Regions from separate parts of the Mus musculus genome. Here region 1 is linked to region 2. A link is a contact called in public Hi-C data. All regions are on one chromosome and are shown on one strand. Each heading gives the region's core, a stretch centred on a gene start, on an enhancer-like site or on the middle of the called end of the contact. The rest is flanking DNA. Distances are from core to core; before and after follow the strand shown.

Region 1 (5,039 bases), core at 925-3,424, 500 kb after region 2:
GTATGGTGACAGTGGGGAGGGAGCAGAAAAAGGTGCTCACTGTGAGTTACAGCATGTTTTATAAGGGAACCAACTTACCTCACTCTTCCTCATGTCAAGCACATTGGCAAATGAAAAATACTTAATAAGTCAGTTTTATTAAAATGTAAAACAAGAATCTTAAACCACCAGTTATTAAACAGTGCTTTGTGGAGTGTAGTCTCTTCCCAGCACCAGTAGCAGAGATATATGAACACTATATAGAAATGGGGGACTTTTGGGATAGTATTGGAAACGTAAATGAAGAAAATACCTGATAAAATAATAATAATAATAATAATAATAATAATAATAATAATAATAATAATAAAAGAAATGCAAACTTTCCAGATGTCTGTGGTCCATGGTCACCAGAAACTATATGAAAGTCCAGAATCCATGTTCTTGCTGACCATAAGGGCAAAGAGGCTACTTTGCAGTGATACCAATGCCTGCAGACTCATAGTTGACAAACAGAGAGAGAAGGTTTCTGTGACAACCCCTATCCCTACCCCACCTCTCCCACTGAAAAATAAGTAACTGCCTAGACAGGAAGCCATCAAAGAGAACTCTTAAAAATTGTGATAAGGATGCTGAAATGTAGCTTTCCACAACTGATGGCTAACAGCAAGGGAGCAGGCAGAGAAGGACTCATTTTTCTTTAAGGGCTGAATGGCTGGGAGTTTGTCCATGCTTCACTGAGTATATGGGCAACACAAATTGTATGTGTGTGTGTGTGTGTGTGTGTGTGTGTGTGTGTGTGTGTGTGTGTTCTTTTGGTGAAGGGAGGTCACAAGAGTGGAGGAGCAGACCTGGGAGAACGAGGAGGTGAGTGTGATAAGGATACATTATGTGAAATCCCAAGTAATCAACAAAATTATTATGTTGAAAAAAAAGGAAGAAATGCAAGCTATCTGAAAGACTGTGAACCTTAGAAAGCAGAAATAAAAGTGGGTAGGACCCAGATATTCACATATTCATGAAATTTTGAGGGCACTGGAGTTTAGAAATAATCTTGACAGCTAATATAAGGTCTATACACATGTGGTCCCATAAATCTCTAAGACAGGCGCTAGCTATCATACCCCACTGAACAGGCATGGAGACTAAGACAAAGAGTGTTCTTCTATTCTCTCAGCCAAGGTCAGCACAGTAAATAGAAGAGCCAGAATCTGAGTTTTCACATCTGGCTCCAAATCCCATCTTCTGTGTCTTATAGTACCTTTCTTGTAGTAGAAGCCAAAATAATTGATGTCATTTATTTTATTTTGTAATTTATTCTTCTGTAAAAGAAGCCTGTGTTAGCAAGATTTTTTTATGACTGGTTAAATACCCAAGAAAATAAATCGAAGGAGGAAAAGTTCATTTGGGGCTCATGGTTTTGGAGATTTTGTTCATTGGCCAGTTGTTTTGGTCTTGTGATGTGGTAGGAAATGATGGCAGAAATGTGGCTTACCTTATTGTGGTCTGAAAGGAGGAGGAGCAGGAGGAGGAGGAGGGAGGAAGAAAGGAGGGAAGGAAGGAATGAGAAAAAGAAAGAAAGAAAGAAAGAAAGAAAGAAAGAAAGAAAGAAAGAAAGAAAGAAAGAAAGAAAGAAAGACAGAAAGACAGAAAGGAGAGAGAGGGAGGGAGAGGAGAGGAGAGGAGAGGAGAGGAGAGGAGAGGAGAGGAGAGGAGAGGAGAGGAGAGGAGAGGAGAGGAGAGGAGAGGAGAGGAGAGGAGAGGAGAGGAGAGGAGAGGAAAGGAAAGGAAAGGAAAGGAAAGGAAAGGAAAGGAAAGGAAAGGAAAGGAAAGGAAAGGAAAGGAAAGGAAAGGAAAGGAAAGGAAAGGAAAGAGGTGGATAAGGTCTTACTTATTCCTGTCAACAATATCAGTGCCCTAACTTCCCCCACTAGTCCTCACTTCTTAAAAGGTCCAGAACCTTTAAGCAATAGCACGGGGTGGCCAAAAAGGATAAGCTTTGAAGAAATATTTATGTTCCAAGTCACAGCAGAGTCAAAAGACTATGAGACTAAGGAAAAATATTAATAGAATTCCAACAAGGAATTACCCTGGAGCACAATTCTGCTGTCTCTGGTCCTGAGGAGAGGATCTGAAATGGTTAATCTCCCTCCCAGAAGCTTCCATCTTCTTCCTAATGAGTCACTAGAACATTAAAGTGACCGATACGTGGGTGTAATAGCACACACAGTGCAGAAAATATTCACACGCATGCACATCCTACTGGTAGTGGAATAGAAATAGAAACCAGACCCCTCCTCTTGGTGCCTGTCACTTAGCATAAATCTTAGAAATCCAGAATTCTGTGAAAATAGAGCATCCCCCAGTTAAATGCATGCTGCTTTTGAAGACTCTAGCCTCCTGTCTAAGAGCACACTGGCTGTGGACACTCAGTGTTCTGCATGGACATTAGTGTCAGCCACCAGAGTCTGTGGCTGGAGAAAGAATAATGCAGAAGAGAAGCAGAAAGAGGAAGGTAACTGGTTATTTATATCCCCTCTGTCGGAAATGGTGACAGGTATAATTACTGAGCAGAAATTACAGGGCTGACTCCAGTGGCGCTCCTCCTGCTGTTTTCAAGAAGATAAAAGATTGAAAGTGTTTCTGACATCTCTTCAAAGAGAGGCTGCTCCGGTACACACTTCCATTTATTTTCAAATTGATTAAAGGCAACTTCCTGTTGTTTTTAGTTAAACCAAGGGTCACTCCTGGTCCCCTGGACTCTGTGGCATCTCTTAGAAGAGGACTCCTCCTCAAGTCTCATCCAGATCCATCTGACTCTTCCTCCACATCCTGTGTGAAGCGTCCTTCAGTCGAAAGAAAAACAAGCTATTAAATGTGTTCACATGAGGCTGTTATTGATTTAATAGGCTGTAATCTCAGGGGTATTTACAAGAAAAACAGGAACAGAACATATGGTAGAAATCTATGGCATTGAAGCCACAAAGAGGCTTTTAAAACCTCATCAAACTCAGTCATTTATGAACAATCAGTTATCAGAATTACCTGGTCTCTTCAGATATACCCCTTCCCCCCTCACAAATGACCCACTAAGGTCCTATGAGTCAGTTTCTGTGGGTATCAGATATAGCAATTTTTCATTTTATGAGTTATGTGGGTCATTTTGCAGGTTAGATATGTTTAGGAATGCCCATAATTCACAGGAAATGAATGTAGCAAGACAGGGGCTGTGGTGGTTTGGATACAAAACCCTCAACAGGTTCATGAGTTGAACAGTTGCCCCACAGCCTGTAGCACTGTTTGGGAAGGCAGTGTCACATTTAGAAGGCAGCGCCTTGCTGTAGGAAGTGGATCCACTGGAGGTGGAGCTTGAGACCTTATAGCCTGACCTCACTTCCTGTTCACTGTCTGCTTTGTGACTACAGATACCTGATGATCAGCCACCAGATGCTCCTGCCCCAATGCCTTCCCAGTCATGATGGAACATATGGCCTCAGGTATAAGCCAAAATGAACTGTTCCTTCACTGAGATTGTTTTTATCAGATATTTGGTCAGTGTAATGAGAAATGTAACTAATATAATTCAGGCCAAAGGAAGATTGACACTCCAGACCGGAGTTAAAATAAGGAATGCCAACATTGGGGTGTCTCAGCAATATTTCAATACAGTAGCTTATATTCAAAGTTCACTGCAGCGAGGACAAAAGGTCAGTTTCAGATGAGATAGATCAGTACCATTGATCATTCTCTTTTCTCATGAGAACAAGTGTTGGTCAACCTAGTAGTGTTGACAATTACTTGGAAAAATAATTCTTCTAAATATCATTTACGTTGATTCCTCTGGATTTGGGAGTGCACCATGTTGCAGAATATTTGAACACACTTTGAAACCTGAGACTGTTATCTACTGGAAAAAAAAACTGTTTCTAGTTGTGGTGTGTCTCAGCCCTATCAACCCTTAGCACATATCATTAATCCCTCTGACTAGAATACAGGCACAACTTTAGCATATGCCTTTAGTCCCCAGCAATGAAGTAAAGTTAGTTTGTAGAAGGAAGCACCAATGTCTGAAAGTGATTTCTAATTGAGAGGCAGACAAAGTGATGAATCAGAGAAAGATTTGACAAAATAGGATATGCCAAACTCTCACAGAGAAAAGAGTCTACTTAAATTTGAGCAATGCAGAGAGGAGGTGGCCATTTTACCAGGAGAGTTTTACAGAGACAGGTTGAAAAGAGAACAAAGTAGACACAGGTAATGACAGAATGAGCCAGAGAATGAGTAGGAGCCAGAAGATCAAAACAGATTGTTAAAGTTAGTTTGAGGCCAAGCAGAACAATCGGTTAGAGGCCAAGAGAGAAGCCAGATTGTATCAGTCAGCTTGTAGAGGAGTTTGAATCAGAACAGCCAAGTTAAATCCACCAGCCAGAGCTGAGAAAGAGCTAGAAAGGATGATCTTATTTAGAGTAAGTCTCAGAGGCTGAAAATATTCTAGGCCTAGCTTAGATTGTAGGAAGGTTAGAAGCTTCCAGGATTTGGCCTAGGTTAGCAGATGGAGGCAGTAAGCCTCAGAGATGACAATTGCATCAGGTGAATACAAGTTACTTTAACTGCATTATAATTTTTTTCACTGAAGGGAAGTATACCTTACTCCTTTCTCTATATACTTGGGCTAATATTGAAATTAGATATTGATAGAAATATGTTCAATCTAGAGAAGTGCTTTTTTTTTTTTTTTTTTTGGTATGGAGAGATGGGTTGGCAATTAAGCAATTACTGTTCTTGCAGAAGATACAAGTTTGGTTCCTAGCACTTACATCAGGTAGTTCACAACTGCCTGTAACTCCAGCTCCATTGGACGTCAACACCTTTGGTACCTGTGCTCAAATGTTTGTGCACACCCACATACGTTCTCATAGTTAAAAATAAATCATTAAACATAAAATTCTTTTGGATCCCTTTCTCCTAGTTGGGCTGCCTTGTCTGGCTTCAGTGGAAGAGAATCTGCCTAGCCCTACTATGACTTGATGTGCCAGTGCAGGGTTGTACCCTTGGGGAGG
Region 2 (4,695 bases), core at 1,367-3,866:
ACAAGGAGGAAAAAAGACAAAAGACAATGAAAGGACAAAAAAGATATAATTTAACTACTTAAAAACATAATTCAATGCAAAATTGACTGTACCCTAGCCATGAAGCTACTATTGTAGTCTTCTTACTAAATAGACATGTTACAAGCTGTCTTCTATATAATTGTGATATACCCGTATGTTATTTCTGCTTTTAACTGTAGTTAAGGAATCTTCCCTCTGCAGTGGTCAGCAGTTAGTGAAAAGAGTCATAACTGGTCAAAGTCCTGAGCATAGTGACTGTTGGCAGATCAACACTAAATGAGTTGTCTTTATTGGTCTTTCCTTAAAGCTCAGGGAACAACATGGAAGTGGGGAGGGAACAAAGTAAGGGTCATGGAACAGAAAGGAGTGCTGTGTCATGCTGTCTTCTGTCATGGTGTGGCTATTGCAGTCCTAAACTCACTGAATTTGTGGTTACCTTCTATAGAAGATCATGCCAACAACATCAGTTAACACACCAGAGATTTAGTGCCAACTGGACCATGTAGATTATAAATGAAAAGGGTGGGTGCATGAAAGGGGCACAGAATGTGTTGGGGATGCTAGGGAAAAAGGGAGAAGGGGGAGAATTAAGACACGTGTAAACAAGTATACATTTGTCAAAGAAAAAAATAAAGATATTCTATCTAAAATGCACCATGCTATGGGAGAGGGAGATATCTGCTAGGAAGGGGATATAGGAAGGGGATGTAGAGTGTTGTAAAGGAAGAGAGGGAAGAAGGGAATAGTTAAGATTAAAGGTGGTGAAGGATGGGAGGGAATGTAAAGATGGAAAATGGTGAGGAATAAATAACAGAGGCACCTTTTTCCTGATTTTTTTTATTAAGTTTCTTATTTATTTTGCATCCCAATCACAGCTTCCCCTCCCTCCTCCTCCCAGTCCCTCCCTCTCCCCTTGTCTTGACTTCACCCACTCCTCTTCTCCTCCTCAAAAAAGGGAGTGGGGCTTCCATGGATATAGACCAACCTTGGCATATCAAGTTGCAATAAGACTAGGCACATCTTTTTCTACTGAGGCTAGGCAAAGCAGTGATGGAAACTGTTGCAGAGACCAACAGCCAAACATTAAGAAGAGCTAGAAAAACCTACCAAGGACACTACAAGAAAACCTACAGAATTAACTAATCTGAGCCCATAGGGGCTCATAGAGTCTGAACTGCCAATCAGAGAACATGCATAGGACAGAGCTAGATGCTTTGCATATATGTAACAAAGGCACTTGGAAAAGACCATATTGAAACCCACAACTGTAGAAGCTTTCTAAAATATTCACATCCACATGGATAAGAAGAGTTTAAATGGAATTACTCTAAAATGGAGTGACAATACTCCAAATAGACACCGTATTCTATCAATAAAATCACTAGTACAGGAAAGGGCTACATCCTTTTGAATTGTTGGTCAGTGGGGTCCCATAGATCCTCTAAACAGTACAGACTATTGCCAATGCTCTCAATTAACTCCAGAAATTGTGGGCAAGATGCTATTGCTGAAGACACCACATACATGACTTCTATGATATGGAGAACTCTAGATAGCAGTCAACTGGAAGAGTCAACCCTGCTGGCCAGTGTTCATGGTTTTAGAATGTTGTGCCCACTACTGAAGAAGAAAAATAAACTTTCATCTCACCTAACTATGAACACTGCTAGTGGCAATAACAATTTGCCTGGCATGATGCAATAAAAGTTTAAATGGTACAGGGGTAAAAAAAATACAAAAAAACCCCAAAACACTCTCTGATTTAATTTAAGGACTGTTCCATGAGATAAAACCCAGCCATGACATTGTCAGCAAGTCCAAAACCTACTATTAGGTAAGTCATGGGATCTAGGAGAAAACATTCTGCTAAATGGACAAAAGATTAAAATTACTCCTAGTAACTTATCACTGTATTATACATTAGTACATAACTCAACCCTTTCAGAGGAGCTTCTTGTTGAAATAGATGGAAGTAAACAGAAACCTACAACTGGTCAATGTGCAGAGAACAGGAGGCTTTGAAATGCTTCACCTTGTTTTTGAGACACAAGCTTTCACTTTTACAGAAATAGCACAATACTAGGCTCTCTGGTGGGAGACCCCTGGGGATTCCTACCCCTCCCCAGCTACCCAGCACAGGGATTCCAAGCCTGTACCTCACCAGGCTTATTCGTGTGTACTCTGGATACCGAAATCAGGTTCTTGTGTTTGCATGGTAACCACTTTAAGCTGATGAAACATTACTTCCATGTGTCCAGCCCAATAACCTAGTTTTCTGCACAGCATGAATCATCCTTTGAAATTATTTTGCTTGCTTATCTTTCGTAAATCCATCATCTCTGTCCCTTTCAGAGAAGAAGCGTCATTCTTTCTATTTCTCCACAATTATGTTCACATTGCCAGTAATTTTCCAATGCTAGGGGAAAAAAATAACAAGATGAAGAGATGGATTAGAAAAGAGACAGAGAGTTACAGACAGGCAGTTTGCAAGGGAGTTAATCTAGCTTAACTGGTTGAGTTAGAGAACACCCAGGGCCTGTTTGAGCTCCGCTGTTCTGACAGCATGCATGAGAGAGTTACATAAAGGAGCAAGCAGGTGAGATCAGTTTCTACCTTTGCAGAGCTTAAGATCCAAGGAGAAGATCACTATATGCCAATCTATCATTCCACTAATAGAAGAACTGCAAATAGGTTTATTCAAAGAATGGGGCTGTAATCTTCTAGGTGAATCTCTAGCAAGACTTGACTTTCTTGGGGAGAAAGGGAAGGCTTTACAGAGAAAGTGGCATTCCTTAGAGGACCTGAAGGCTGGTATGATGAGGATGAATACAGAGTAGAAGTGGTAGTATTGTAGAAGGAGGAACAGCATCAGAGAAATGAGGTGAACTATCTCTAGCTATGACACCCATGAAGTGTGTTGGCCCCGTGAAGCCTCAGCATCTTGCCAGGACCCCTGGCCACATGAGGGAGCTGACATCAAGATTATCATACTCGATGCTGGATTCATTACCCCTCACAGAGTAAACACTGAATGACTCATGAAATTTTATCTGCCCACAGAAGACTTTTAATGTGCGTGTTTTACGACACTAATATTAGTGAGTCAGCCAGTGGACAGCCTTTAACATCAGTCTCGTCCCTCCGTTCTTTTAATGCAGTGTGGGGAGTCAGCAGGTTTGGCTTTGTTTCTTTGCTACTCTCAGAATTTTTCATTTGTCTGTGAAAGCATTTCCTGTTTGCTTTGTTCCTTTTCCATCAATTCACTGGGGCATACTTTAACTCTTGCTCCAGTGAAGTGGTCATAGTGAAGTCAGCAGACATGAATATGGGATACTAGCTTTCAGAAAACAGAAGGCTGATGCTGCTGAACAGTCTTCTCTTTACCAGCCTACAACAAGCATCCCTCTGCAGCTCTACAAATGAACAATGCTGGTCCAACCAGTATGTGTTGGATCGGTTATTCTCCATGCCTAGTTGGCTTCTCTTTCCACAGACCTGTCTTTAAAATCTACTTAAATTTCATCTGCTTTGGGAAATCATACACCTCTTAGGATTATTTTGATCACAAATGACAGGAACTCTGCATTCTAAGTAGCTTATATTTAAAGAGGAATTTCATGGTCTTGTGTGGCTGATTAGTCCTAGAGGATCTTGGTTTTGAGGGTAACTGTGTTAAGGACACACCAATGTCACCAAACCCAGGTCTGGGTGGGGTAATTTGTTTATTTCTTCTTTATTTGGTTTCCGCTTCTGTACAAATTCCATTCCCTATAAACTTCTGAGCTCACATCATCTGGGGACAGATGTACAACCGCTCATAAATTCTTGGAGAGGGTTAGGTACATTCTCTTGGCATGCTTTACATATCATGGCTAGCATTGGACTTCATTCCGTCCTCAGAGAATGCAAGGCTCTGATTCAGGAGACCAAGGTTACACGAAAACCCTGCTGTAGAATGTTTATGGATATTTCTTCACATCAGATATTCTGTCCCTATTTCCCTTTGTTGCTGTTGATTTATTTTTGTTTTAGAGACATAATTTTACACTATAGCTTGGGGTGGCCACAAACTCCAAACTCAAACTCACAGCAATCCTTCTGCTTCTATCACTTGAGTGTTTGGATGATGTTGGACTCTGGCTCTGCATTATAGCCCTAGATATACTTAGAACACAGTACCTTCTATCTGGCTAGAACTTCATTCTTACAGATGAGACAGAGTTGGGAATAAGAGTGTGATGTTAGGGATGACAGGCTGTGACAAGTCTCCATGTAAAGATGTCAGTCAGTAAGCATGAATTTTGTAGCACACTCCTCCTCTCCATGTAGAACACAGGGCACAGGAAATTATAGTTTAATTAAGTGAGCTCTAACCTATATCCAAGAAACTGAGTAGCAGTTTGTCAAGCAAAAATATAAAGAAAATAACATTACTAATTCATTTCTATATGCAGGAAGGTTTGTGAACATTTTACTTTCCACACAGGGATTAATTCATGTCTTTTCACTATTGAAAGGCACAGACTGCTATAAGAGTGTTCAGTAGAGTCTCTGAGGCAATGGTTCTCAACCTTCCTAAAGCCGCGGCCCTTTAATGTAGTTCCCCATGTTTTGGTGACCCCCCAACCATAAAATTCTTTTTGATGTTATTTCATAACTGTAATTTTGCTACAG

Evidence for each region. A called contact is a pair of places that touch in the nucleus more often than the background predicts.
Region 1: a contact with region 2 is called in a Hi-C map of uterus, with 2.9 times the contacts expected there. The contact joins two enhancer-like sites. A contact is called at or near these places in 5 of 484 Hi-C or Micro-C datasets (adipose-derived mesenchymal stem cells, embryonic fibroblasts, nephron progenitors and 1 more).

The regions. Positions count from the first base shown.
Region 1 is chr11:56,869,322-56,874,360 of GRCm38.p6, forward strand. No RefSeq gene overlaps it. Among named protein-coding and RNA genes, the nearest start is that of Gria1, 140 kb to the right of the region's middle. Within about 2 kb of position 2,175, at least 7 of the 459 cell types and tissues checked have an H3K27ac peak or open chromatin away from gene starts, as enhancers often do. A contact at or near this core is called in uterus, where this site is marked.
Region 2 is chr11:56,371,510-56,376,204 of GRCm38.p6, forward strand. No RefSeq gene overlaps it. Among named protein-coding and RNA genes, the nearest start is that of Gm32500, 52 kb to the right of the region's middle. Within about 2 kb of position 2,617, at least 30 of the 459 cell types and tissues checked have an H3K27ac peak or open chromatin away from gene starts, as enhancers often do. A contact at or near this core is called in uterus, where this site is marked.